Linked DNA regions of Mus musculus: regions 1, 2 and 4 are each linked to region 3. The links are chromatin contacts, called in public Hi-C maps. All regions are on one chromosome and are shown on one strand. Each heading gives the region's core, a stretch centred on a gene start, on an enhancer-like site or on the middle of the called end of the contact. The rest is flanking DNA. Distances are from core to core; before and after follow the strand shown. Region 1 has its middle 34 kb from the start of Gm30908. Region 2 has its middle 28 kb from the start of Gm29679. Region 3 overlaps Sulf2 (sulfatase 2). Region 4 overlaps Prex1 (phosphatidylinositol-3,4,5-trisphosphate-dependent Rac exchange factor 1).

Region 1 (6,764 bases), core at 1,325-3,824, 390 kb after region 3:
TGGGGCCGGGAGGTAGAGCCAGGCTTAACTTTTACATCCTTCCTTCTGCTGTCTTGCTCTTGTTCAAAGAGGGTCTGTGTGATTGGTTGGTTGGTTGGTTGGTTGGTTGTTGAATGGTTTGTTCTCTGCCAGGCCAGGGTTCGAACCCAGGGCCTCATGCACTCTAGGCGAGCACTCTACCAACTGAGTTACAGCCACTATCATATTTTCACATCCCCATGGGTGTCTAGGAAGCTGTTGTGGTGAGTGGGGAGGCCTTCCAGACCCCAGCTGAGGCATGCTTACCAACCTTCCTCCTCCAAGGCCCCTCTGCCCTTCGGGAAAGTGCTGCAGGGCACAGGCAGGGCCTTTGGGGTAGGGCTAACTGAGCCAGAGAAATTGACAGGTGACGTCACTCCTGAGAGGGAAAGAAAATAGAATGTAAGAGTCACATGACTAATTATTTGGGGTGATCAACATCAGGCATGAAGTGGACAAACTGAAGTCGTATCTTCAGGGGCCCACTGTTTGGCACCATCTTTCTCTGCCTGGTGGTGTGGTTTCAGTCCCGTGCCTGATTGAGATCACATGACTACCAGTGAATCACTGTGCTGTGCCGAGGAGAAGGGGGACCTGAAATACTGTGGGCATATGAGCCAGTAACCAGGCTATAATGTTAGATATCAGGAGATATCACGAGCCTAAGCCTAGACACGGGTGTTAGGGAGACAGTTCTTCCATGTGCACAGAACATGAACACAATAGGAAAAGCTCCTACAAGTAATATCAGGACTGGGCTTCCCAAGAGCCCATTTGTACAACATGGCACTGATTAAAGGAGCCAGGAAAGAAGCCCACAAGGTGTTCCTCACACCAAAGGGCATCAGGACAAAGTCAGGGAGGAAGGCACGTGTGGAAAAACTGCTAATTAAGGTCGAAGTCCACCATTCAACTGCTAGCTTTGGGGGCTTGGCACATAATGGGGGACTCCTTTCATTAACAGGTTTTCTCCTTCTCTGACTTTGTCCCTCCCACTCGCCTCTCCTTGAGGAATATCATGTAGCCTCAATTAGTTTATAGGACCCATTTCCATTCTCCTGACAAAACCTGTTCAGGCCACACCTGAGAGTTCTGAAATACTTCCCCATGCTCACGAGGCAGTCTAAACACCCTCAGACCCCAGCCAATCACCCTTGCCCATCCTGGGTGTTCCTACCCTCAGTCCCCCAACTTGATAAGCCTTCAGTCACCCTAAGTCATGCTGACCTGCCTCCTGACAAGCTGTCCCGGTGTGGTCATTCGCCGTAAGTACATACAGGGTTTCCAAAGCATCCCGACACTCCATGAGAACAGGGAACCCTACAGACACATTTGTGAGAAAGTCAGCAGTGCTGATATTTCACTAGAAATCGTACCACAGGCTGAAGGCAGCCAGGCCTTACTGCCAAGGACCCTGCGTTCTATAGAGAAAACAGGCTTAATTTACCTGTTTTTAAATATTAAATTTGTAGCTCAATGACTTAACCTCTTAAAACATCATTTTTATTTAATGGGTATGGGTGATTTGCCTGCCTATATGTCTGTGCACCTCCAGAGAGCCTGCTACCTGAGGGAGCCCGAAGAGGATGTTGGATCACCTGGAAATGGGGTTACAGACAGTTGTGAGTAGTTATGTAAGTGCTGGAGACCAAAACCCGGTTCTTGGAAGAGCAGCCTTTGCTTTTAACCTCTGAGCTGTGATGGCTTGCCTCTTTATCCCAGAGAGAGAACACATGTTTTGTGTAACACGCATGACCAGCCACATTTCATCTAAAGCTCACACGCTCATTAAACCTTCCCTCCGATTCGGTGCTTGGCTGCTAACACTCCAATTGTCTGAAACTGGCCACTGAGGAAAAGACTCAACAAGAGTGGAGAGTGAAGAGAGGGGTGCCCTCCACTCTCCTGCTACAAATACAGCTTGTGCTGCAAATCCATTCCTCACTGTGAACAACAGAGGAAATAAAAACTTCTAAGCACAGTGTAAGCGGCTCTGCTGAGAGGCCAGTATACAATACTGATCCTGTAAAAGTGTGAACATGAGTCTGAAATAGGAACCGTTTGTTGTTATAATTTGTGGACTCGAAGCAGCCACACATGCCAATACACCTCAATCTAGCTGCCTTCTACGCCCCCTTTCTCACCCCGCCCCCCCCCCCCAGGGAACAGGACAGGACAAGGACGGTGGAGTCTAAAACTCTCAGAGATCATGCCTGGCCTCTGGATTGCAAGCAGCCTCCAGCCCTGAGGGGTCCTGCCATATCAGCTGCTGCAGCTGCTGCTAGAAGTGAGCCTCGCCGACCATCACCACCACCAGCAGCAGCAGCATCTGCCTATGACATGGGGTCACCACCTGCATCTCTGCCATCAAAGCAACAGGGAGACTAGAGGGCCCATTAGACTGAAGATCAGATACTATCTAGGATCTGGGGTAGGGGTCTAGGAAAATAAGTCATGTTAGTTCAAGGAATGCAGAAGAATCCAGAGCCTGCCACTTGGCCCAGTTTGGTCACCCCAGCACTGGGACTCTTGTGTGACCTCTGGTGCCTCCCCTCTGTATGGACACCAGCCTGACATCTCCTTGCAAGGCAAAAAGCCAGGCTGATGTAATTCCTCCTGCTAATTCATACAGATCAGCTACTTGCTCCCCCCCACCCTGTGTGTGTATCTGTGTGTCTGTGTGTGTCTGTGTGTGTGTTAGTATGCATGCTTATATGCTTATGAGTGTAAGTGTGTAAATGTTGTGTGCATGGCTGTGTGTGTCTGTGTGTGTACACTGTTATGTGCACGTATGTGACTGTGTTAGTGTCAGTGTATGTGTGAGAATATGTGAATGTGTCTGTGTGTATATTTGCATGTGTGCTCACCATATCCCCCTCTCCCCCCCAGACACACACAGCATGAATTAACATGAGAGATCAGGTTAGCTCAGGGCTTTTAAGCTGACAAGCAGGTATCAGACTAGTTGTCATGGAAAAGTGTGGGACCACTCGGGACACCCATATAGGAACTAGGAGGCTCTGTAAGGAGGCCCAAGAGTAACAGGCATTTCAATGGTAGCTGATATGCCTGCCCCTGAGTGTGAGAGAGAGAGAGAGAGAGAGAGAGAGAGAGAGAGAGAGAGAGAGAGAAGAGAGAGGATTCTTTTAGGGGTGGGAAAGTTCTCCCACAGTGGAAGGGCCCAAGGGACCAGACCAATATGGAGGTGGATGGCAGGTTAGGGGGTGAAGGCACATCGGGAGGGCAATGGGGAGACAAGAGAGAATGCTACCCTCTTCCTGTAGCTGCAGGAGGCTGAGCAAGGCATGAGGCTGCATGAGGCAGGGCTGGGGCCAGGGCCTGAATTACACACCCGTCACTGGCGTTTATGAAGAATGTCGCCCAGCCTCCATCAGGCCTTTTAAAATAGCCGCATCCTGCCTACAGCATGGCCTCATCAAAATGCATCTGAAACCAGTTACTTTAAGGGAAACTTGATGATCTCGTTCTGCAGATGAAAAAAAAAATCAATGTTACTCGCCATAAATAGAAGCCTCTAAAACAAAGAAACCACAGAAGTCACTTCAGCAGCATGAGCCGCTGACCACCCAGGCTGAAGCCATGCCCGCTAAGCCTTGTGAAGGGCAGGAAACCTAAGATGGGGGAAGTCAAGCCAGCCTGAAACAGTCTCTCTGCCCAGAGTTCAAGAGACAGAGACTTGTGAGGATCCATGCGGCTTCCTCCTGGCTCAGGAGCACCTCAAATCATCTCACACGGAGCACCTCAAATCATCTCACACGGAGCATCTCAAATCAATTCACATGGAGCACCTCAAATCATCTCACATGGAGCACCTCAAATCATCTCACATGGAGCACCTCACATCATCTCACATGGAGCACCTCACATCATCTCACATGGAGCACCTCACATCATCTCACACTGCTTAGAAGCGCCCCAGCTGCTCTCTCTTCAGTGCTCTCCAGAACACATTTTCCCTTTGCTGTTCAAGGCGCAGAGGTCTCAGCACTGGGCAGCGTATGCTTCGTGTTCTTTGTTGCTTCAGAAGCAGGAGAGGCGGCGTACATGAGTGTTTTCTCCACACCTGCTCAACAAATGGCTGTGCAGTAGAAGAAGAGAGGCAGGACCATCTGTCAGGACCTCAGCACACAGGAGGCTGAGGCAGGAGCATCAAAAGTTCTAAGACCAGGCTGGGTACAGACATGGTACATTTAAGTCCAGCCTGGGCTATACACTGAGTTCCAATCTAACCTGGGTTGTGATACCTTGTCTCTAATAATAATAACAATAACAACAACAATAATAATAACAAAAATTATGAATGAAAGCACAGCATGCCTGGCCTCATGTCCTCTCCCAATTATCTGCCCTCCTTATAATGTCTGTTATGAGTGTTGCTGCCTGAGGTCACTGTAGAGAGAGGCAAGAGAGGGAGGAAGCTAAGGGACCAGTCACATCTAACCTGTGGGCCGTGGTAAATAAAGGAAGAAACAGATAACATGAGACTCAAAGGACCAGACCTGCTACCAGTCAAGAGTTCTCAGGGATGCCTCTTCCTTGATGCTGGAGTATAACTTTAATTTTTTCAAATACTACTTTTAGTGATGGTTCTTAAATGCTTTAACCTCCCTTGTAGCCCACCACCCACCAGGGATAGTGGAAAAGAAAGGATACAGGGGAAGTGGACCTGTTTAGAAAGGTTCTTTGGAGCAACTCTCATCTCTGTTGTCTGGAAATTGGCAGTTCAGTTCACAAGTTAGCAGTGGCAGCTCCATCCACTAGCAAACACTTCACAGATTCCCCCCGCAGTCCAGTTCAGCAGAGTCAGGTTAGCAACAGCAGTGACATGACCTAGCAGAGATGGAGAGCATGACTTGAGCACTCCTCAGCCCAGGCTCAAGTCACCAGGAGTTCTCAGCTCGGCTGTGTCTCTCTCAAAGAAGTGAAGATCAGCGAAGAAGTGAGACCCACAAGCATTGCATAGCTAGCTGTACCAGCAAGCCAAGTTTTCTCTCCTCATCACCCTGTCAAGTCCTATTTACACCCTCCAAACATCACGTGTCCTCCACGTGCCTTGTCTCAGCACAGATCTTACACATGCGTCCAATCAGCCCGAGTCAATGGAGTCCCGACAAATGCAACTCCATGTAAGGCCGACCAATACATATGTGATGCTAGCATAGAATCCTTCATCACATGTCCTTTCACACGCTTGTTTTAGCAGAGCATCCTCTCTCCTGTGTCTGCTTCAGCTAAATGTTCCTTCACGAGTCTGCCTTAGTCTTTCACCTGTGTCCACTTCAAGAAAACACTCCTTCACATATCTGCCCCAGCAAAACACCACACAACACAACTGACTCACCAAAGAACCATTAAGTTTCCACTTCACTGGAGTCTCAGAACATCACCCACTTCTGTTTAGGACTTCATAAGACAGACATCAGAGGCCCAGCCTTTGGTCTGCTAAGGAGAACTTTAGAATTATTTAGATCCACTTGGTCGGTGCGGTCCAAATTGCTTTGTTCATCTTTCAAGACTCAGACCAGCTCTTCACTCATGCACATATCCATCCATTCCTCCATACATACATGCACACACACATACATGCATGTATCCAACCTTCCACCCACTTACCCACCATCCATTCATCCATCCATCCATCATTGGCTCATTCATCCATGCATCCATCTATCTATCCATCCATTCAGTTACTCATCCTCCTGGGCTCCTTAGTAGGTGGGGCAGGTGCCTGTCAAGAGGATAGACGCTTTATTCTTACTGCACGTACACTACATCACCACAGAGGGCATCCATGTTCACGGCCGAGCCTTCCCTCTACATCCCCATCGACCTTTAGAAAGACACTTCACGAGCCATTTGCTTGGATCTCTTTCTGCACTCCCAGTGTGATGCAATGCCCTGCATGGGTTACACGTTTGAACAGCTGACCTCCAACGGTTAATGGTTCCAATTAAAAGGCTGTGGAACCTTTAAAAGGTGGAGCCTTGATGGAGACAATGGACCAATAGGAATCAAGTCTTAAGCTCATAGCCCAGCCCTCCTCTTGCTTCACTCTGCTTCCTGAGTATGAACGCAGTATCACCCTTCAGCCTCTGTCATGGTGGACCATCCTCAGGGACCATAAACTGGAACAGACTCTTTGTCCTTTCACCTGCTTTTGACACAGTATTTGTGACCCTGATAGGAAAAGAAACTAAGATGGAACCCAACCTCTGTGAGAGTCACACCCGAGTCACCTCTTCCCAGAGGAATTGAGAAGGATATTAAAGCTGAGGGGAGAGAGGGAGTGATCTGGGGAGACAAGGAGGGGGGCAGGTGCTAGGCCGTGGCACAGCTCTGGGACCACAGCCTGTAGTTACCCTGCTGGGAAGCTATCTCTCCCTCCTTTACTAATGAAATTCCCATAGGAGACTTGTCATGACTTGAATATAAACCATTCCCCACTGTGTTTGAATCCTTGATCCCCAGTTGGTGGCGGTGTTCTGTGACTCTATGGAAACTTTAGGAGTTTGGGGCACAGCTGGAGGCTGCTTGAGGTGGATCTTAAGGGTTCTGATCCTGTGGTGATTTGAATGAGAATGCCCCCCCCCCCCCCGCCCCCGTTGGAAAGCTTCCTTCCCAGTTAGTGGAAATGTTTGGGAAGGATTAGAAACAAGCATTTTTTTAGCCTTGCTGGAGACACTGCATCCTGGCTGGATTTCAAAAGCCACTCCATGCCCAGTCTG
Region 2 (7,099 bases), core at 1,278-3,777, 420 kb after region 3:
TTGATAATAAATGGTATGGCCCAGATCCTATTTTGATAAGATCCAGGGGAGCTATCTGTGTTTTCCCACAGAATGAAGACAACCCATTTTGGATACCAGAAAGACTCACCCGAAAAATCCAGACTGACCAAAGGAATACTGATGTCCCTCGTCTTGGTGATGTCCAGGGCATCAATAATAAAGAGAGAGCAGCGTTGGGGGATAATGTCGATATTTCCACTCCCAATGACGGTGATGTATAATGCTCAAGTATTCCCTTGCTTTTTTACCACTAACTAGGAACTGGGTTTAGCCTTGATTCAGACAGCCTTGGCTCTGTCTGGACAGGTCCAGACGACTAACACCATTAACACTTTGTCAGCCTCAGTGACTACAGTCATAGATGAACAGGCCTCAGCTAATGTCAAGATACAGAGAGGTCTCATGCTGGTTAATCAACTCATAGATCTTGTCCAGATACAACTAGATGTATTATGGCAAATAGCTCAGCTGGGGTGTAAACAAAAGTTTCCGGGATTGTGTGTTATTTCCATTCAGTATGTTAAATTTACTAGGGCAGCTAATTTGTCAAAAAGTCTTTTTCAGTATATGTTACAGAATTGGACGGCTGAATTTGAACAGATCCTTCGGGAATTGAGACTTCAGGTCAACTCCACGCGCTTGGACCTGTCCCTGACCAAAAGATTACCCAATTGGATCTCCTCAGCATTTTCTTTCTTTAAAGAATGGGTGGGATTAATATTATTTGGAGATACACTTTGCTGTGGATTAGTGTTGCTTCTTTGGTTGGTCTGTAAGCTTAAGGCCTAAACTAGGAGAGACAAGGTGGTTATTGCCCAGGCGCTTGCAGCTCTAGAACATGGTGCTCCCCCTGATATATGGTTATCTATGCTTAGGCAATAGGTCGCTGGCCACTCAGCTCTTACATCTCACGAGGCTAGTCTCATTGCACGGGATAGAGTGAGTGTGCTTCAGCAGCCCGAGAGAGTTGCACGGCTAAGCACTGCAGTAGAAAGGCTCTGCGGCATATATGAGCCTATTCTAGGGAGACATGTCATCTTTCAAGAAGGTTGAGTGTCCAAGTGTCCTTCTCTCCAGGCAAAACGACACGGGAGCAGGTCAGGGTTGCTCTGGGTAAAAGCCTGTGAGCCTAAGAGCTAATCCTGTACATGGCTCCTTTACCTACACACTGGGGATTTGACCTCTATCTCCACTCTCATTAATATGGGTGGCCTATTTGCTCTTATTAAAAGGAAAGGGGGAGATGTTGGGAGCCGCCCCCACATTCGCCGTCACAAGATGGCGCTGACATCCTGTGTTCTAAGTGGTAAACAAATAATCTGCGCATGTGCCAAGGGTATTTTATGACTACTTGTACTCTACCTTTCCCGTGACCGTCAGCTCGGCCATGGGCTGCAGCCAATCAGGGAGTGATGCGTCCTAGGCGAAATATAACGCTCCTAAAAAAGGGGACGGGTTTCCGCCATTCTCTCTCGCTGGCATCTCTCTGGCTCTGCGCGCCCTGCGCTCGCTCGCTGCCTAAAGATGTAAACAATAGAGCACGCTCTGCGCTTTGGCGCGCCGGAGCTCTGGCTCCTAAAGATATTATAGAAGGGGTTTTCGCTTTTGGGGTTGGGGTTTTTGCACTCCTGCTCCTGAAGATGTAAGCAATAAAGTTTTGCCGCAGAAGATTTTGGTTTGTTGCGTCTTTCCTGGCCGGTCGCGTGAGAACGCGATTAAGATGTACCCACTCAGTGCCACATGCCTGTCTGTGCCACCATGTGCTGGGCCTCATCTCTCATGTGTACAAGTGAGAAGGCTGGGCTAAGATCCTCCATTCTGAGGTGGCAGTGGCCCCTCACCGTCTCGGCTCAGGATGCTAAACGCCTCAGCCCTGGGGTTGACCAGTAGGCCTGTCTGTTGCTTCCGCTCCTCCCATGCTTATCCTTTATTCCCAAGCACGCTTTTCTGGGCACGGCACTCTGGTGTAAATCATTCTGTACAATTATTTGTAATTAAGGGAGAAAATGTGTTTGGGGGCCTCAAGATTAGCTATGTTTTGTTGAAATAAATCCGTACCAGTACACTGGCCCAGGAGGCAACACAAAACACAATTAACTTTCTTCTAACTTAACAGGGGTTTATGTAGCTGTTTTCATAATCTTAATATCTCAAGACATATAAACAATTTTTTCCCCTAATGTAATTGTGTCCCACCAACAAGACAGCTTGGGTTTAAACGAAGGCTCCGGCAGCATTGGCTGCAAGGCTGTGCTGTACAGAGGATCCTGGAATCCTGCTGTCTCGCCTGTGGATAACCACCCCCACACAGGCGCCTCCCACCACACCCCCCCCACTACACGCCCAAGGGTGGCTGCAGCAACTGAAGCTAGCCGTGAGAGATACCTGCGCCCCAACTTGGCAACCCTGGGCTTCAAGCGTCCTGACTCCTCACAGACCGCCCTCATTATTTTCCTTGCCTTTAATGCGTCTCCTTCCCACAGCAATTTGATAGAAACACATTCAAAGCTTGACTTTTACAGCCTCATAAAATCGCATCTGCCTCAAGCTCAGCCAGAAAGTGGTCAGGCCAAAACCACTCAGATGAGAAAACTCGGAGAAAAGCTATCAGCGAGCCTCTCTCGGTGCACAGCTACTGAGAAGAGTACGGAAGAAAGAGAGCAGCTTGTGTGTGTCAAAAGAAAGGTTCCTGTGAGCAAACATGCACCGTGGGGGGGTAGGAGGGGCTTGGGACAGCCTGAGGAGCGCGAGAGGCTCATTGTCCAGCCACAGACAGTCACAGTGCGAAAAGCATGTCACAGAGCATGCAGGACCTGAGAAGAGAAAGGCTGTCTAGATGGTGTCATCAGAAGCAGCAGGGGCTGGAGATGAAATGGTCCTAGAGACTGCTGAGCATCAACACCGCCACCAGACCCAAGGAAAGTGACTTCCTAAGCTGAGCACAGCTGAGCTCTGAGGACTCTCATGTCTCCATCAGACACTGAGACTCCAAATGGGGCCACCAGTCCCCAGGTGCCTGGTGCTCTGGTTTCATTTCTGTTCCTGTGATTAAAACACTCTCTCTCTCTCTCTCTCTCTCTCTCTCTCTCTCTCTCTCTCTGTCTCTCTCCCTAATAAAGAGCAAATTAAGGGAGAGAGAGGCTTATTTCAACTTAAAATTCCAGGCTACAGGCCACCATTGTGGGAAAGCCAAGTAAAGAACTTCCAACTGGTCACATCACAGTCCCAATCGAGAGGAGAGAGAATGAATGCGTACATGCTAGCTTGCTTGAGCTCAGCTCGAATTCTCCATTCATCTGCAGTTCAGGACCCATGCCTAGGGAATGGCACCACCCACTGTAGGCTCGGTCTTCACACATTAATTAGCTTAATTAAAATATTCTTCCATAGGCCAACCCAATATAGACAATACCCCCCGCTGAGACTTTCTCCAGGGTATTCAAGTTGTATTGACAAGCTGACAATTAGAGTTAACCATCTTATCTGAGAGCATGATGCCCAAGGGGCTTGCTGGGATTATGGGAAAACATAGCCAAAAGGCATTCTGCAGACTCCCAGGTCCCTCAAGGGTGATATGCAGGCCTTCATACATACACACATGCACACTCACACACACGTGCACACACTCGCGCACACATACAATCACACAAGTGCACTGGTGCTCTCAGGCTAGATCTGCCCCTCCTCCCCAGGGAACCATTGGAACAAATGTTGCTGTCACCACATTTGGCCTTCCAACAGCAGGAAGCAAGAGGAAGCCACATGACCAAGTGACAGCAGCCCAACCCTTCTTCCCTTGTGAACACAACTGGCTGTAGCCCCATGAGATGGAGTGTGTTTTGTTCATGGGGACAGAAGAATGGTCTAGAATCTTGTTTGCAGGGTTCAGTTTGGGGAAGCAGGGCTTCATACAGTTAAGGCCTGAAGGAGTATACCATATGGTAACAGATTCATTTTCAAATCCTTTTTTCTCCTTAAACATACATAAACCAAAGCTTCCTGGAATTAGAAAAGAAAAAATGAATTTCAGATCAACAAAAAAAAAAAAAAATGTAAATATGTACCAAATATTGCTTGGGACAGAGTTATACTAGAATAAATCAATTTGTTATTTATCTGAAATTCAAATTTAACTGAGGATCTTGAATTTAAATTTATCTATCAACTCTATACACACATGCACATGCAAACACAGACATGTGCACATACATGCACATACATACACATTCCTGCCCACTAGCACATACACACATGCACACATGCACAGACACGCACAGACAGACACATACACTTGCACACACACACCCATACACACACACTTATACACACACACTTGTGCCTACACACATTTTTCTCTGGATGAAATCTTATCTAGGAGAAAGAAAAGGGCAGAAAAAGCCCCCAACCTTTTGGCCCCGGGGCCCCTCCATCGACTCTGGAGGTGAAATTAGAAACCATCACTGGTGTCGTGGAGTGAGGGTCTCTATCCCTTTGTGTGAGACACAGTCATGGTTGCTCTAGCCTAGCCCTACACCTGTTCCAAATCCACCACGCAGCCCGTGACCTTGGACACCTCTCTTTTGCTGTTGGTTGGTTCTCTCCCACAGTTCAGCACATGTTTGAGTCTGGGGTTTGGCTTTCTGTCTGTCAGGATAGCCACCCTCCCCTCCCCGCCTTTCCATCTGTCCTCCACGTTTTCTCCATGGTGTGCCCTCGATGGTGTGCTCCCATGGGCTGCTCTAGAGCTCAGTCTCCTGGGTGACAGGGCACAGGCGACATGGGCTTTCCACAGACAACACCTGTTATTCTCCCCTGAAATCATTCACCTTGCAGACTGGTGAAGGTGATCTTTCAGGAGTCCAGCTCCCTCCCCCTGGAGCTGTGGGGATAAATAAACTAAATCAAAGCCTTTCGGTGACAGTAGAAAGACGGGGAACACAGAGAGAGCTCCTGGCAATCTGGCAGCACCAAGGAGGAGAGAGCCAATCACCAGAGCTGTCCTGGCATGGAATTTAGTGCTGTGAGGGATGGACAAGGTTGGGGGGGGCATGCTGGATATCTGCAAGTGAGGAGTCCTCCTACCCTCCCCTGGCCAGCCTTGTATTTCCTCCCTGGTGGGGGATGTGGGAATGAGGTTGATACTTGAACAAATTTTGTTTCTTTTGTTTTCTCACAGTAACTTAAGGCTTCAGCAATGCTAACAACACATTCGTTTCTAAACGCACCCGCTGAGTGATGTGTTCACTATAAAAAATCTGAGTGGGTGGGCAGCCCCAGCCAGTGTGACAACACAAGTGTGTCCGGGCCCAGACTGTGACTCAGAGCCTGCGATCCAGGTGGCCCTGTTAGTGCCCTGCACGGGCAGCAGGTATGGGAGCACCATACATGGGGAGCACTCTCCTCCCATCTGGGATGGGTTCCCCTCTGCTGGTCTGGAATTGGTGAGAAGCTGAGACTTCCTCAGGAGCTGGCTGCCTCCAGTCTCCTAGCCAAGGCTGGATGAGGACATTGGTGGCCCTGTGCAGTGACAGTGTCACTCACTTGTAGAGCGTCACTTTGGAAAGCAGAGAGTCCCCTCCCCCCAGGAGACCACCATATGTTGTTAGATTTATTCTTTGTGCTTTGGATGTTCCATGGCCATCCAGGTCACACAGCTGGGTGCCAAGGTGACCCAGGCCATAGCATGTGGCAGTGGGAAGGTTTTGTCATGGCCAGAACTGGGTCTGGTTTTCTCTGAACACCTCCAAGCTGATGTTGGAGAAAACAAGTTTTGTTACTGAGTAACAAGGGGCTCCCTCTTTGAAGTTCTTAGTGTCATTGATAAAAGAAAGCTTACAGAGTGTGTTAAGTCAGTAAGCAACATTCCTCCCTGGTTTCTGCTTGAGTTCCTGATCTAACCTCCTTCAATGATGGCAGTGTGAACCATATTAAGCCCCTTCCTCCTCTAAGTTGCTTTGGTTGGAATGCTTCATCATAGCAATGGAAAATAAACTTGAATAGTTAGCTTTTGGGTAAAGTTGCTTCCGAGACTCAAAGAGACTCAAAGGAGATGGTCATAGCTTTCAAGGAGTTCAAATTAACACATGCACACCCCAGATGAAGCCAACTTAAACTGTTTTCCATGATTTACAAAAACCCCATGCAAGGGAAGGACAAATGTCCCCATTTGGCAGATGAGAAAACTGAGGCTCCCAGAAAAGGGAAAAAACAAAACAAAACAAAACAAGTAGAGCCCGTCTTTATCACCTGCCTCTGTCACTCAGTCTCCATCACTCAACTTTTTGAGTGACTGCACACACACACACACACACACACACACACACACACACACACACACACATGCCAGGCACTGGCGAATGCCTGTGGACATGAGTGTGTCAACACAAGCCATAGGGTTATATGATCATGGCTTGTGTTTGTTCAGTACCTATGGATGCTGGGACTTCTGAGCCCTTCTCGAGAAATTCTCAGGCAGTTTTAGCTGAGACAGGTCCTTGGCTTTGGAAACCAAGGGTCAGATGAGTTCAGCCACTGGCCCTCAACTCCATGAAGACCAACCGGCTGAATGAGGAGGAGCCAGGCTGTAGAGACAGCAACAGTTCGGTTGTTGGCACCCCTGGATCCAGCTGAGCCTGAAGCCCTTACAGCTCAGTTTTAACCACACTGATGGGTTCTTCACCCCACTCTTCCTGTCTCCATGAAGAATGACTTTCTGTCGCATCAAGAGCATGCCGACCAACCAAGCTGAGTTCACCCTGGTCATCTAGACAGCCGGTCAGGCAAAGCTATGGAAAGGACAGCTTCCTCGTGCACTGTATCCTCTGTGAAAGGATAACATAAACCCCTTTGTCTCCATGTAAGGACCAGGCCTGATTTCAAAAAGAAGGCCAGAGGCGCCAGCTCCAGGAACAGACCTTAAAATCCAGAACAAGATCATAAAACCCCCTCCCCCAAAAGAACAGCCTGGGGACAGCCACAAAAAAGGGGAAACATCTTATCTCAAATGTGCCACCTGCACTGGGCAGCCCTAGTTCATCATGTTTAAACATCCATGACATAGGAATGTAGACCACTGACC
Region 3 (7,215 bases), core at 1,249-3,748:
ATGGGAAGGGACATCATGTTACACCAATCTGATGATTGTGGCACAAATTACACTCTTCTCAACAGGGACTGCACAGTTTATGCACTTCAAACGTCAACCCATTGCAGTTAGAGCCAAAGCTTTGTTACATCTAGGGCTGGGGCTGCAGCTGCAGCTGGGACACAGTTGCTAAAGTGCCCTGGGGCATGCAGAAAGCCCTGGGTTCCAGCAGCAGATAAACCAGGCATGGGGACTCACCCCTGTCACCTCAGCATTTGGGAGGTGGAGGCAGATGGATCAAAAGATCCAGACCAGCCCTAGACACTCAACGACTTGGGGGAAGACTACGCAGGCTCTGTCTCAGAAAGTAAGTTATTTTCAAAATGTGTTTTGTATTTTCTTCTCCCATGAATATGAATTAATCACGTAACATATATGAGTGCTCTGCTCACATGTGTGAATGTGTACCATCCGTGTGCATGGGGCTTGAGGAGGTCAGAAGAAGGTGTTAGATGCCCCAGAACTGGAGTTACAGGTGGTTGTCAGCCGACACGTGGGTGCAGGGAACTGAACCTCAGTCCCTAGAAGAAAAGCCAGTGCTCTCACCTGCTGTGCAATCTCTCCCATCCCGATTTTTGTTCCATTTTTGTTTTTGAATCCCTTAGTGTTGGGAAATGCAGGGATGCAGTATCAGGCCAGGTAGCTTTCTTTTCTTTTCTCTCCTACCCCATCTCCCTCCACCCCTCCCTTTCTTCCTCCCTTTCTGGCTATCCTCAAACTAAATATATAGCAGAGGTTGACCTTGAACTCCTGACCCTCTGGACTCCATCCTGGGAACTGGGATTACAGGCTTGTACTACTAAGCCCAGCTGTAGCTTCATTTTTTTAAACCGGCTCTGTTAACATCCCCCTGCACTGTGAATTTTGGCATCTGTCCTTTAAGCTCAGCTGACCTTCTGGATTCAAGGGCGTCACAAACACGAACAGTTAAGAGCTGTGGCTGTGACTGAGGGTCTCCCCCTTCAGGATCTGTTTTCAGTGGTACAAAGACCTACCCAGCGTAAAGACTACATATCCCAGGCTCTTTTGCAGCCACGAGTGCTCACACTCACATATCTTGTTTCTCACCGATGGGAAGTAAGGAGAAACGAGAACCTGATCTGTAGACCTGCTCTTGGATCAAGGCCACCAAGACAGCAATGAATTTAGATGAGAGCCATAAGCAGCAGGTACCCCCATTCCCTCTGCCAGACTTAAACTCAGCTCAGTTACCTTCCTTAGATGCTCAAATGGATATAGGGTTTGACCGACAACCAGGCTGGAGTACTGATTTGTCCCTGGGGCTTGTACCGTAAAAAATGAACATACGCCATACAAGTATCATCACTGAGCTACATCCTCAGTCCACGTTGGATGTTTCATTTTGAGATGCAGTGTCACTGCTTAGCCCCAGTAACCCTGAATTATGACCTTCCTGCATCAGCCTCCCCAGCAGCTGGATGGCGCACCTGGTTTGGTGACTGTCTACTTTGATGGTCATTCCTTTCTTTCTGTTTCCCATGTGACTCTGATATGGGCTTTCGCTCCATCATAAATCCCATAGTGTTTTTGGGATTAGTAATTTCCCCTTTTGTTTGACGGACTGTCCCCATGTCTCTGCGTTCCCGTGGCCTCTGTTTTCTGTTTTGATTATGCCACACAAACTTTCCATTTCATGTTTCTCCCAGGAGTCTTTGTGGGAGGAGTGGTCTTTCTGCTTTCCAGGTGACAGGCCTGATGAACACTTTGGGGGCCTCACTATTCATCTGTTTTCTTTTTTTTTTTTTTTTTAAACAATTTCTTTTTTTTTTTTGAAGGATTTATTATTTTATGTATGTGCATACACTGTCGCTGTCTTCAGACACACCAGAAGAGGGCATCAGATCCTATTACAGGTGGTTGTGAGCCACCATGTGGTTGCTGGGAATTGAACTCAGGACCTCTGGAAGAGCAGACGGTGCTCTTAACCACTGAGCCATCTCTCCAGCCCCTATTCATCTGTTTTCATATAAACATTCCAGCCAGAGCTGTTCAGGGTGCTTGAGCCATACCGGCCCATAGATACATCTTTGGCCCACAGTATTCAGTTTTTAAAGATGGAGTTTCTAGCCCTGAATGGCAGCTGCACCCTCCAATAGGAGCCGCCGCCTTGCTATGTCCCTGCCTATCCCCACCCCAACAGCGTTCCAGGCTTCCCAACCATCTGAAGCACTGGCCTACGAGACCTCTAACACGCGCTTTCTGTGGGGACCCCAAGCCATCGGGGTCTGCACCTCCACTCCCATGATGACCTGCCCATGTAGGGGAGCTGGTTTTTATAGCTGAACCTGTTCTGGGGATGATCCTGTGGTGGGAGGAGCATGTAGGGAGTACACAGTCCCACCCACTCCCACTGGGCATCTGAAAGCCTGCCCAGCCCTGATGGATGATGGCTGCAGATCAGCTACAGGAGGTGCCCGGCCCTTCCTCACTCCCACTCAAAACAATGTAGCGTCACGGGCTTGCGACATCTGAGCCTGAGCCATATCATCTGGTTTCACAACAGCCCCAGGCTGCTCGCCAAGGTGGGGAATTCTTGTTTTTTTTCTTTCAAACTCAAGCAAGTTCAATGAGTTGAGTCTGGAGGATTTGGCAAGGGCGAGGTGGCTGGGCTGGGATTACAGCTTGACCTTAGGTGCCAGCCTAGCGGGCGGCCTTTCGAACTCGCCACAGTGTCTCCCTCAAGTAGGCAACAAGGACATCCTGACACAAATAACAGCACAGTCAAAGGTCTCTCTCACCATGGCAACCCCTTCGTCATCTTGGTTACTCCCACAATAAACTGGTGAGTCCCCCATGTCTGTCCGTTCTCTAATTCCAACCTCAACATTCTGGAACCTTCTCTCATGCAGATGGTCTCAGTCAATAAATCAGTTTTAAACACAGAAACCTCAAACTCATGCATGCAAGGAATATCTCGTGACCTCCCTGTCAGAGAATTCACAATCTCCCTGGACTCTCCATTTTTTTAAAACTCTAGTTTCTTTGAAAAGGTGGTTTTCTGAACCTTCTTCAGACACATCTACTATGTGTGCATAGAAATAAACTGGAAACCTCACTGGGAAGTGAAACCTTTTCTGGGCATAACCCAGAGTTATCTTGGGGACCAGTGCAGTGTGGACGTCGCACCCAGGGAAGCTGAGGGCACAAGAGGCCACCTGTCTGTCCCTTGAGCAGGCCCCAACAGTGCCCTACTCTGGTCCTCACCTGTCCGGTAGCCTGTGCTGTTGAGATACACGGCGAAGGTGCGGCTCTCGTGCTGGGCCTGCCAGGAGGGCGAGGAACAATTCTCATTGTTGGTGTAGGTGTTGTGGTTGTGGACGTACTTGCCGGTGAGAATGGAGGAGCGAGACGGACAGCACATTGGTGTAGTCACGAAGGCATTGATGAAGTGCGCCCCGCCCTGCTCCATGATACGCCTTGTCTTGTTCATCACTTGCATGGAGCCTGCAAGCAGAGGGTACTGGTGAGTCATGTGGCCTGCTTGGGGGGGGGCGGGGGAGCTCTTTAAGGGGCTTCCAATCCTGAGCCTGGAACTGTGGGCAAGCTTAGGAAATCCAAGGGTTTACATGGGCCATACTCCTCACCCACAACCCAACCAGGAAGGCCCTGGTCTCAGTGCCACTAGACAGTGGCGTTGGGTACAAACCTGCTTTGAAGTACCTTGAGTCTGACTCAAACCCTATTTTGTACATAAACAGGGTGTCTTTTCTTCAGAGTGCTAATATACACAGATTTTTTTAAAGCAGTCACAAATGCAGATAGAATTAGGTTTCGTTTTGTTTAGAAGTTTCCCAAGAATTATCCACTGAACTGAAGTCTAGTCTAGCCAAGCCCCAGCCAGTCTCTCTACACTTGTAGCCTCATCTAGGGTGCCTCCTGTATGCATTTGAAGTCTATATCTCGCTACCCTTAAAGCTAACCTATCTGCCTAAGAGCTCCTGGACTTCCAGCTCTTGTGCCTCTTTAGCTCCTAGACCCTTTATATCCTGGGCTCTCCATCTCCTGGACTCCCCAGATCCTTAGGAAATCCATGGGCTTGCATGGGCCAGACCCTGCTCCCAAGCCAACCCAACCAGAAAGGCCCTGGTCTCAGTCCCCCTAGACAGTTGTACTGGGTACAAACCTACTTTGAAGTACCTTGAGTCTAGATTCAAACCATGTTTTGTACATAAACAGAGCTCCTGGACATAAAAAACAGAGCTGTATATAAACAGCTTCAGGACCCTCCATATGCTGGACCTTCAGCTCCTGGGCTTCTGATCCCCCTAAATGACTGTGATAGGCCCTTTACCCACACCAAGCATTGAGGGTTCATCCTTGACTGCCACTATATCCAGCCAAGTCAGGCTGGCCTCGAACTCCTGAGTGCTGGGATTAAAGGCGTGAGCCGCCACGCTCGGTGCATGGTAAGGTTTTAAGCTCTGACTTTTAGCTTGAACATATTGGGTTCTCTGAGGTTTGCTGAGCACCATACCACAGCATAGTCTGCAGTGGATGTCAGCGTTACCTCCTAGATCACATGTATCCAACAGGCCCTGCCTGGAAGTCTCTGTGTTACAGCCCGCTAATTGGTCTGAGCTTTGGGACCACTGGGTTGTCCCTGGGGTGGAGAGCAATGCTCACAATTGTTCTAATTACTAACACGTGGGTCAATTGCTCTATATACACGACATGCAAAGTTATTTTTCCAAGTGTCCTTTTCTGAATGGGAAGCGCGGCTGGGGCACTTGGTGATGGATGGGGCCACACAGTGGGGAAGGTGGCAGATGAAGAGCTCAGACCCAGGCTTATCCACAGCAGAAGCAGGGCAGTGACTGTCACCTTCACCAAGGCCTGGTGATGGTGTCCTGGGGAAGCTGAGCATCCCTGTGCCTTTGAATGACTCTTGGGCCCCTTGGGGACAGACGTATTCTCTTTTTTTGTTTTTTTTTTTGTTTTTTGAGACAGAGTTTCTCTGTATAGCCCTGGGTGTCCTGGAACTCACTGTGTAGACCAGGCTGGCCTCGAACTCAGAAATCTGCCTGCCTCTGCCTCCCAAGTGCTGGGATTAAAGGCGTGCGCCACCACGCCCAGCTCAGACGTATTCTCTTATTATGACATTGATGGGGTGCTGTGAGGTGCCTCCAATTCCCAGAGGTGCCCCTTTGGGTGGCTCCAGGGGAATGTGATGTCCATGCCTGTTCACACACAGGGACAGTTCATGGAGTGGTGAGGGCCGGTGATCCTAACTGGCTTCCTCTACTTGAAGCAAGTGTCAGCTTCTCCTGGGGGTAGGAAGGACCGGTTACTATAGTGTGGTTCTGTCTGGTGGTGTTAGGAGTGGGGTTGTGATTAGAACTGGGGAGGGGACAGAATCCTAGAGTCTGGCAAACACCATGATGCAAGCCAGAATTTTCCACCCTTGATGCCACCTGCCTCTCTACTGATACCTGGTGGGCCACATCAGAGTCAAGCTTCTCTTCCCTTCAGCTATTCAGACAACGCCTGGCTATTCCTGGGGCCGGCATTTGAAATGCTGTACCATCCGGTGAGCCAGTCCACTGCTTTCTGCATTCATAGACCATCAGACCTTGCCAACTCCTTTTGGGCAGGCAATAGCTCCTCTCCCAAGGGCTAGGTCTATTTCTCACTTGGGTGACACACCCAGGGGTGTAGTCAGCACCCTCCCACTGTAACACCCCTCTAACCATTACACAGCCACAGGACCTCCACTTTGTCCTCAAACTCACTAACAACCCCAGTCCCGCTTTTCTCTCTGTGTGAATATGGTTCCCAGCACCCATGCAGCACACACACACACACACACACCAGCTCTTCCAAAGGTTCCCAGAGGCACCATCCTGGCTATGTGTTCTCTTCCCTGGCCCACTGTTCCATACATCTATCTTCCTTGGTTTGGGCTTGTAGCCCTACGTGGCTGTCTCCCACCCTCCCTCCATCCATCCTACCTGCCCCCGTCTGTAGTTCTGCTGCTCTGGGGCCCACCTCATAGTATTTTTCTCCTCCATTATTTTCCTTACATGGATCCCTTGTGCTATGGGTGGAAGAGGCCCTCCATGGTTCACAGACCTCCAGAGAGAGAACAGAACAGCTGTCTGCAGGTGCCCAGCCTCTGGGGACCCGAGCTGGTTCCATTAACCATCAGACCCCTTCTGGAAGCTCAGGAAAGAACCCCAGAAATCTTCATTGATGGAAAACCGATAGGCTTTGGGGCCGTCTCTTATGTTTTGGGGCTGAAAGCTCAGGGTTCCATCTTTTCTCTTGGCAGCACCATGCCCTCTCCCTGCCTGGCAGCTCCTACTGGGGAAGAGCTACGGCAGGCAAGTCTCAGGAGTATGGTTCTGGGGAAAGAATGACAGCTGGGGTTGCATGGAAAAGCACTGAACATTGTGCCTCCTTTGCAGACAGTGATCTACTTTATTGAAAAGGCCCCAACATCAGGCTGTAGAACCCACTTCTGTAATGTGAAAACACACAACCTAAGGGCTCCCAGGACTAATGGCCCTTGGCCAGGAAGACATAGCCACACACAGGGAAAGGGGCCAGCTTTCATGTTTCCTGTGAAGCGGCCAGCCAACCCAAACTTAGGTCGTCCAACACAAATCTGGGGACATATAGACAAAAACAGGCTTGGTTTCTTCCTTGACCAAACCTTGCCACAACACAGGGCCAGGGTGAGGTTAGCCTGACATCTCTTGGTGTGATTCTGATGGGCAGTCTCCCCTCCTTCACAGTGGGACTTAAACTTCAGGACCCCAACCCCCTGACTGTCAAATATCCCTACAATCACTAACTGCTCATTCTTCTTGTGAATTCTACATAGGGGTGCTTAGCACACTACTTGTGTGATTTGTGTGTGTATGTGTGTGTGCACGTGTGTGTGTGTGTACGCATGCATGTGTGGGCACTTAGGCATGTGGAAGCCTGAGATGAATGGCTGGTGTTTCCTTCAATTGCTCCCCACCTTACCATTTCAGACTGGACCTTTCATTGAACTCAGAGCCCACTGACTGGCCAAAACTGATGACCACTGAGCAATGCAGAGTCTGTTGTCTCTGCTCCCCTCCCCCAATTCCCTCCTCCTGAACCAGGGTTACAGGTAGGCATAAGTGTGCCACATACGCATTTTTCACTCGGGTGTTGGGGATCTGAGGT
Region 4 (7,804 bases), core at 829-3,328, 480 kb after region 3:
TCTCTGGGCCTTAATATTCTCATCTGTGAAGTTGGTAAACAGCACATCTCTTCAAAGGACTCTGGAGAGACTCTAGAAGCTTGGGCGTGGGGAATGGCTGTCCTTACTAAGTGCTCAGTAGATGTTAGTCACTTTCTCAGTTCTAGCTGGACTGCCTAAGGCTCTAGCCAAGGTCTCACACAGCTGGACCATGGCCTTGATGCCACTGGGAAGCTATAGTCGCTTGCACTGGGCATGCGGCTCTCCACGCCCACGATGTGGCCCCAAGAGGCTCTGCACACCAGACTCCCGCTCACCTCTGCCCACAGCAAAGACACACGGCGGGGCTGTTCCTCGAATCTGGAAGGACAGGGCCTCTGGGTGGTCAGGGACTTTGATGGTCCTGGCAGGCACAGGGGCAGAGACAGGCCATGAGAAAAAGGAGTGTGGGTCCTCAAGGAGTCCCTTCCCGCCAACACCCTGGGCTTCTTGGAAATCAGCCATGAGAGGAGCAATGATCAACATGGTCAGTCAACCAGGTCCCCAAAGAACCAAAGGCTGTCACCCAAGCAGACAGGGGCTGAGACAGTGGCGGATACCAAGGGGAGGCACAGCTTGGGGGCTGTGGGTGCCAAGGGAAGGTACCAGCCGCAGGGATTGGCAGATATCATTCATTTTGAGCTGCTAGGCAGCTTCTGTCCCCAGCACACAGCATGATCCCTCCTTCCATGTCTACCGGGCAAGCAGAGCCACCCTGAGAGCCTGTCCTCAAAGATTAAACCCTGGTGACTTCCGTCTCCGGCATCGAGTAGCTAAGCCTTTCCTGTCACCTTTTCCTTGAATCTCCTGTCCTTACAGAAACAGAGTCTAAACCAGCGGTTCTCAACCTTGCTAATGCTGGGGGGCCCTTTAATACAGTTCCTTATGAAGCCAGGCGTGATGGTGCACGCCTTTAATCCCAGCACTTGGGAGGCAGAGAGAGGCAGGTGGATTTCTGAGTTCGAGGCCAGCCTGGTCTACAAAGTGAGTTCCAGGACAGCCAGGGCTACACAGAGAAACACTGTCTCAAAAAAAAAAAAAAAAAAAAAAAAAAAATGCAGTTCCTTATGTTCTCGTGACCCCACCAACCATAAAATTATTTTCATAGCTACTTCCTAACTGTAATTTTCCTACTGTTAGGGATCCTAACGTGAATATCTGTGTTTTCAAATGGTCTTAGGCAACCTCTGTGAAAGGATCAGCCAACATTTGCCTCAAGTGCCTGGGAAGCAGGGAACCAAATAATTAACCAATATAAGTACATTTGTGCTGGAGAGATGGCTCAGTGGTTAAGAGCACTGACTGCCCTTCCAGCGGTCCTGCGTTCAATTCCCAGTAACCACACAGTAGTTCACAACCATCTGTAATGGGATCCAATGCCCTCTTCTGGCATGCAGGTATACATGCAGACAGAGTACATATACATAAATAAATAAATAATAAGTAAAATAAAAGTATGCCCACCGCACCTCTGTCCAGATGTGGCCCACCCTGACCCTGCAAGCCAGGCAGCCATAGAAGGCACCTGCTTCCACCTGCAGCCCCAGGGAAGCCTTCCTCTCCAGCGGTCATCCATGGGGACTTGCTCATGTCTCCTCTCTCCAACTCTGCTCTACCCCCTCACTGCCTCCTCCGACCTGCCACCAACAGTGCAACCTCGGGGGCTTTGCAGTGAGTGCTTCATCTTTCTAGAACCCTCGTCCTCCAGAAGTCGTCTCCTAGAGCCATCGCTCCATCCCCAGTGACATCTCTCTGGCCACTGTCTCTCTGCATACACTGGCTTCCTTCTCTAATCTCAGGTATCTGCTGATAACTGCCAACTCGGCACACGCCTCACACCTGCCCAGTGTATATCTGGCCCCGCCCCCTGACTTCGCAAGAATCCATGGAAGGTAGGAACTGTATCCACCTTGACGGGACGGTGTTCCCAAAACTGAGCTGGTCATGCACTTGGGACATCAAATTAGACTAACAAAGGTGGCAGCCCCATGCTGGAGGGCCAGGCCCAGGGAGACCTGCTGAGTCAGCCTGAGGCTCGCACTCACTCTTTGGCCTTGGTGGCCACCAGGAGGCGGAGCGGGCGGCGGGAGCAGAAGAACTGGTTGAGGATGGTCTCCACCTCAGAGAAGGGACGCAGGAACACCAGGTCCTCGTTGATGGAGTAAATCTTCCTCCCAGCCTGCAGGCCAGCCATCTGGAGGGACAAGCACAGGTGTCACTGGCCTCCTCCCTCTTCACCGAGGAAGCTGGAATGTTCTAGAAGCACCAGGAAGCTGGGCTCTGAGCTGTAAATGAAAGCCCAAGGAGGCAAGGGTGGGTGGCAGTTCCCTTGGGAAGAAATGGCCAGCGCCAGCCTGTGTTGTGACGGCACAGAGGTCAGTGTGGTGGCCACTTTGTAACCATGGGAATGTGAACAAGACTGTGGAAGGAGATGCCATAAACTGGGGTTTGGGAGACAGAAGAAACCCTGCAGGGAGCCAGCCATCTGCTTTCCCTGCACGTCTCCAAGAGCCCAGCAGGTGGCGCTAGTGGAACGTGCCAGGAAGGCAGTCTCATTCCCAGCTACCCTGCATCTCAGAGACACGGGGTCACCCCCAGCTCAGGTACCACCCCACCTGAGTGGCCACCGGTGGGTCTCACCTCAGCCAGCGAGCCCCTCTGCACAGACTTCACTACCACAGCCTTGTTCTTCTCCTCAAGGTCGAAGCCATAGTCGTCCTCCTGTGGCGGGATCTGAAAGCCCAAGATGCACTTATGGCAACCAGACGGGAGCGACGACAACACCCTTCTCCCCAAGAACTAGGATCCTGCGGGGGCGGGGGGTGTGTGTGGCAAGTCTACAAGGCCCCTGAGCTGCCCCACTTTTACTGCTGACTGAAGGAAACAGTCTACAGTGTGACTGGGAATGTACTCAGGCTAAAGTAAAAGAAGAGAGCGGGTGGGCAAAGAGCTCTAGGCAGCAGGTACAGGGGGTGGGAAGGCCCAGAGGCAGCCCCAGGGAGAGAGACTAGCCTGGCTCAGACAGTGAGGAAAGCGTTACCCAGGGGACAAAGCTGGAGAGGCAGGAAGAGCTCAGGACAGACGCTGACTCTTATCCAGGTGTGGTGGGTTACACTGGAGGGCTTTAGAGCACCAGAGGGAACTGCCGTCCCCAGGATTACCACAGACCAGAGAGGTTAGAGTGGCTATGGACAGACCTCTTCCGGACAACTCGCCACAAGCCCAGCCTAAGAAGTCAGGCTAGGTGGGCTGGGATGCCAACCTTGCTGACCTGGTTAGTAAATGTCCCAACTGCAGACACTCAAGGCTCCTGGATGCGAGCAGGACACAAACTCCTGAGAGCTATCTATAGTGCTGGAGGAGGTGACTCAGGAGGCACAGTGAAGCAATGGCTGTGGGCTAGATGAAAGGGTAGGAACTCCTGCAGCCCCAGCGTTTCATGAGGAATATAGTCCTGGCTAGCACAGTGACTTGGCTTTTCTGTCCCAAGACTCATGCTCAGAGCTGCATGCCCTGCTCTGGCCACTGTCTGAAGCTGCCCAGCTCCCAGGCCACAGGAGAGGCAGGGAAGAGAGGCAGAACAGCCCTACTGTGAGCCTCCTACCAGCAGTCGCTTTGCCAGGATGTTCTCCACCAGCTTGAAGTCATTGCGAAGCTGTTTGTTCTTGCTGCTGGTCCCCTCCATCTCCTCATCAGCATGGAAGCGGAAGTACTGGGACTCATCCTTGAATTCGCTCTTCTCCAGAACTGCAAGCCGCAGACACACAGTCGTGGTCAGATGGCAGCGGTTCGGCGCCTTGGCCAACCGGCAGCCACAGGCTAGAAGCAGCTCCCGGACAAGCGTGGCTTGGTCGAGAGAGCATTGTAAGGGAGCAGAATTGCAAGCCAGTGTTAACATGTGTGAACTCCACACAACGGCCTTGGCTCTCTGACTCCTTTAAAAACCTGACATGGCTTGGTGGGTTCAGTGCCTGCCATACAAGCAGTAAGGCCTGCGTTTGGATCCACAGTGCCGATATAAATGCCCTGTGAAGCACATGCCTCTAACCCCAGTGCTGGGGAGACAGAGACCAGCACATCTTCAGAGCTTGCTGGCCAGCAATTGACCCAGTTGGGAGGGCTCTGGGTTCAGATAGAGATCCTGTCTCAAAAACCACAGTGGAAAGTGGCTGAGGAAGGTACCCAGTGTCCCCCTCTGGCCTCCACATGAAGGGTGAGTCCAGCCACATGTTACACGCACACGCGCACACACAACAAGAAATCTTTAAAAACAAAAAAGAAGCTGGGCGTGGTGGCACACGCCTTTAATCCCAGCACTTGGGAGGCAGAGGCAGGTGGATTTCTGAGTTTGAGGCCAGCCTGGTCTACAGAGTGAGTTCCAGGACTGCCAGGGTTACACAAAGAAACCCTGTCTCTCCAAAAAAAAACAAAAAAACAAAAACAAAAAAACAGAAACAGAAACAGAAAAACCAAGAAAGAAAAAGCAAAGGAAGGAAGGAAAGAGAGAAGGTCCATCAAAGCAAAGAGTTAGCCTGTGAGGGCCTGCGTGCAAGAAGAGAGCCAGTCCAGATTCCTCCAGACCCCACTATGCTCATGGGGGGCCATTCTTCCTCCTGCAGGGGAACTACCTGTGTGTGAGTGGGCAACCCCTCTCCCGCTCTGGAACAAACAGGCACGCAAATTGCTACTTCCCTCAGAGCAGGGCGTGCCAGGCTCCGAGCATCCCGCTAATTTAGCCTCTGCTGTAAACATGGGGTTAGGAGGCTCCAGAGCTGGAGGAAGAGTCACCGTGCTGTCTCTGAGCAATGATGTCCAAGGAGACACAGAGGGACACTCTCCAGTCACTGGCCAGCCAGGTGAGGCCCCACCTCCCCCTTCCAGCCAAGGCTGCTAGCTCAGCTTTGAGAGGTGCACACAGACTGAAGTTCAAACCCCTCCAGCTGATACTTTAACCCTTTGCACTCTGGTTTTCCCTTCTAGAAGAAGACAAAAAGATGGTTCCAGGGCTGCAGTGGCAAGCTTCCTCTGTTTCCCTGTCTGCTAAGTCCCTCCCAGAAGACACTCGGGACCCAGACGTGGCAGAAGGTGCTGTCCCCTCCTCCACTCTGTGCTGACACTGCCCTTTGCCACAGCCACTCCCCAATGTTTGGTCCTTTCCTATTTTAGCAGATATTTGAGTTTGTGGTGGTGATGGGGGGATGTACAGCCTGCAATTTCCCCCATCAAGGGCCCTGAGGGCATCAGGCTGCCCAAGTACCCCTCCTTGTGTAGTCTCCCCAGATAGCTGCCTTCCGGGAACAAGGCTGAGTGGACCACAATTACCCTCACCCACAAATGAGAGGCTCCTGCAGAGGACGGGTGGCAGGGCCAGGGCTACTGGAGGGTGCAGGCGGCTTCTGAGAAGGAGACAGGCCCATGGGTGGCCAAGCCTGGTCCCTTCAGCTAAGGAAATGAGCAGTAGAGGGGACCAGGCAGCAAGATCTCTGGAGAAAACAGAGAAATTGAAGCCACAGGGGAGCTAAAGCCTACAGGGAGCAGAGAGCTCAGCCATGGACACAGACAGGCAAATTGCCTTCAGAATGCTATGGCCCCCGGCCAGTTTTCCTAAATAAAGTTTTATTGGCACCTAGCCACACCCATTTTGTTCCAGTGTTGTGGCAGCTGCTTGGCCCTTTGCAGAGCAAGTTCACTAAATCTAAGTTAGAACAAAGCTCACACTTCTGCAGTCTGTACCTGTATCCAAGCCTCAGCATTTGGACCACAGTACCAGCTTATCAGCATACACAAGATGGGTTGTGTCTGTCTGATATACAAGGAGGATCCACACATGCACATATGCCAGATCCCGAGCCCCAAGCCCCCCGCTGCGTTTACCACTCTGTACTACAATATGGCACCATGGTGGGTGCACAGTGGCCACCCACAGGGAGGAGTCAGAGACTCAAAGGGAGAACTCAGTTTCTCTGAGAGAGGAACCAAGAAAGGTAATGGGAGTGGGGCATAGGAGGACACCAGGCCACCTGGGAGCAGGGGAGACCAAAGCATTCACCTTCAATGCTGAGACACCGGGTATGCAAAGCTGGCTCTTGGCTCTCAGGGCCCTAAGCAAAGCTGGAGGCCCCGCACTTACCATGGTGCATAAAACCGTTGTTGCACAGGCCCACACCAAGCGCCACGGCCTCCTCCCGTGTCTGGCAGTCCCCCTGAAATGGAACAGAAGAGGCTGCTCTGAGGGGAGCCAGCACTGAATCGTTTAAGATGGGCTACTATCGGGAAACACAAGTTGCATGAGGGCAGAGATTTGTCATACTAAGGACCAAGGTCCCCAGAAATGTTAGGAACCATTCCTGATAAACTCCTAGCAACAGCCCTTTCTTGATCCCTGAAACTCCCCCCATTTCACGACCACCCTGGCAGTTAAGGTGGACAATGAGACGCAACAAAACCCTCTAGGAATAAGGGTGTTGTGGCAAACCTCCTGTGCTCACAGGCTGTCCTCTTCTTCCTGACTCCCTGCCTGGAACTAAGATGTGATGCCTGGTGCTTCTGCAATCACAATGTGACCTCAGGGTAAAACACTGTAATGGTGGCAGAATAGAAAAACAGAGAGGGGGATCCTCAAAGACCTCATGAGGCGGCCCTGGTTGTTCTGGGCCACCAACCATGTGCTGCTCTCACGAGAGACACAAAGCCCAAAATTCTCTGGCTCTGTACGTCTGTAGACCATGTCCCCTGATGTTAGAAATGAAATCTACAGTGCTTGAGAAGCCTGCAGGGCCTTTTGCAAACCTCAAGAAGGGGATACCACTGTCCCTTCCACCAGAGACGAAGCCACGTGAGGAGGTGACAGTGAGGCTGATGATGGCCTGACAGGCCACCAACTAACTGTCCCGAAGCCCACCCTGGTTCCACAGGTCTGGACATGTGGCCTCTGGTCCAGTCATCTTTCACTTAGGTCTTTCTGTCTTGATGACATGCCAGCAGAACTAGGAACCGGGCTGATCACGAGGGATGGGGCCCAGAGCTGACTTCTGATGTCTGCTCTCTTAGTGGCCTGGCTGCAGGGCTCCTGCCTCCTCCCCTGCCAGAGCAGCCTGTTTGTGTTGCTTGCAACCCAAGTCACCTGCAGCTCAGACAAGCTTTACCTTTGAAATCCCCACCCCCCGACCCAGCCCACTTGGAAGACAGGTGTATGCCACCACAACCATCCTGGAACCCCAAAATCTCCCTGCTAGTCAGATAGAAAGAGGCTAGGACCTCAGAGTGGAAGCCGGGCTGGCAGACTCAGTCCCAGCTGCTGACTGAATCGAGGGCTGTGATCAGGGGCACCTCACAACAGTTCGGGCCAGACTCCTGGGCTTCCAGATGCACAGGCAGCCAGCCCTGCACACAACTGTGACAGTCCAGAAGGGAAAAGGCTGCCAGACACCTAGCCAGCCAGACCTGGCCCCCTTTCTGGAGGGTGGAGGAGGGTACTCCTAGCCAAACAGACATGATTGCTTTTCCAGTGGCTGTGAGGACCAGGTGTAGGGACTCTTAGCAGGGGCTGTGGGGTGGGCTGAGGACTTCAGAGAGGGGCTAAGGGGTCCTCAGTGCTGAAAGCATTACTGGGTAAGGGTCACAAGGAAAACAAACAACTCCTAAGGGACCCTAGGCCAGAGGCAGGGGAATGGCAATATTGGAGCTGGGACAGAAGAGGCAACAGGGCAGAACACTCCACATACAGAGCAGCTGCCTCTAACCGCAGAGCTGGGAGGTAGTGACAGCCAGCCCAAGTGGCCTTGGC

The links. Hi-C and Micro-C count contacts between places; a contact is called where the count stands out from the background.
Region 1: a Hi-C map of bone marrow-derived macrophages shows a contact between it and region 3, with 24 read pairs. The contact joins two enhancer-like sites. A contact is called at or near these places in 2 of 15 datasets of contacts at CTCF or cohesin (CD8 T cells and the NIH/3T3 cell line), 4 of 484 Hi-C or Micro-C datasets (the HL-1 cell line, bone marrow-derived macrophages, nephron progenitors and 1 more), 4 of 115 datasets of contacts at active chromatin or transcription factors (embryonic stem cells, large pre-B cells and stem cell-derived neural progenitor cells) and 1 of 9 other capture datasets (embryonic stem cells).
Region 2: a Hi-C map of uterus shows a contact between it and region 3, with 2.5 times the contacts expected there. The contact joins two enhancer-like sites. A contact is called at or near these places in 4 of 484 Hi-C or Micro-C datasets (bone marrow-derived macrophages, embryonic fibroblasts, nephron progenitors and 1 more) and 8 of 115 datasets of contacts at active chromatin or transcription factors (T-cell acute lymphoblastic leukemia, acute myeloid leukemia, embryonic basal ganglia and 5 more).
Region 4: a Hi-C map of bone marrow-derived macrophages shows a contact between it and region 3, with 22 read pairs. The contact joins two enhancer-like sites. A contact is called at or near these places in 1 of 484 Hi-C or Micro-C datasets (bone marrow-derived macrophages) and 1 of 115 datasets of contacts at active chromatin or transcription factors (trophoblast stem cells).

Annotation. Positions count from the first base shown.
Region 1 is chr2:166,502,082-166,508,845 of GRCm38.p6, forward strand. It overlaps the pseudogene Gm14267. Among named protein-coding and RNA genes, the nearest start is that of Gm30908, 34 kb to the left of the region's middle. Within about 2 kb of position 2,575, at least 5 of the 459 cell types and tissues checked have an H3K27ac peak or open chromatin away from gene starts, as enhancers often do. A contact at or near this core is called in bone marrow-derived macrophages, where this site is marked.
Region 2 is chr2:166,533,349-166,540,447 of GRCm38.p6, forward strand. No RefSeq gene overlaps it. Among named protein-coding and RNA genes, the nearest start is that of Gm29679, 28 kb to the right of the region's middle. Within about 2 kb of position 2,528, at least 15 of the 459 cell types and tissues checked have an H3K27ac peak or open chromatin away from gene starts, as enhancers often do. A contact at or near this core is called in uterus, where this site is marked.
Region 3 is chr2:166,113,608-166,120,822 of GRCm38.p6, forward strand. It overlaps Sulf2 (sulfatase 2), which reads right to left. Exons shown (of 21, transcript NM_028072.5): 3 at 3,265-3,504. It overlaps Gm52534 (a long non-coding RNA gene), which reads left to right and starts at 6,600. Exons shown (of 4, transcript XR_003953964.1): 1 at 6,600-7,159. Within about 2 kb of position 2,499, at least 49 of the 459 cell types and tissues checked have an H3K27ac peak or open chromatin away from gene starts, as enhancers often do. A contact at or near this core is called in bone marrow-derived macrophages and uterus, where this site is marked.
Region 4 is chr2:166,590,138-166,597,941 of GRCm38.p6, forward strand. Prex1 (phosphatidylinositol-3,4,5-trisphosphate-dependent Rac exchange factor 1) reads right to left here. Exons shown (of 40, transcript NM_177782.3): 15 at 6,149-6,221; 16 at 3,623-3,765; 17 at 2,659-2,751; 18 at 2,064-2,212; 19 at 297-382. Among named protein-coding and RNA genes, the nearest start is that of Gm29679, 30 kb to the left of the region's middle. Within about 2 kb of position 2,079, at least 18 of the 459 cell types and tissues checked have an H3K27ac peak or open chromatin away from gene starts, as enhancers often do. A contact at or near this core is called in bone marrow-derived macrophages, where this site is marked.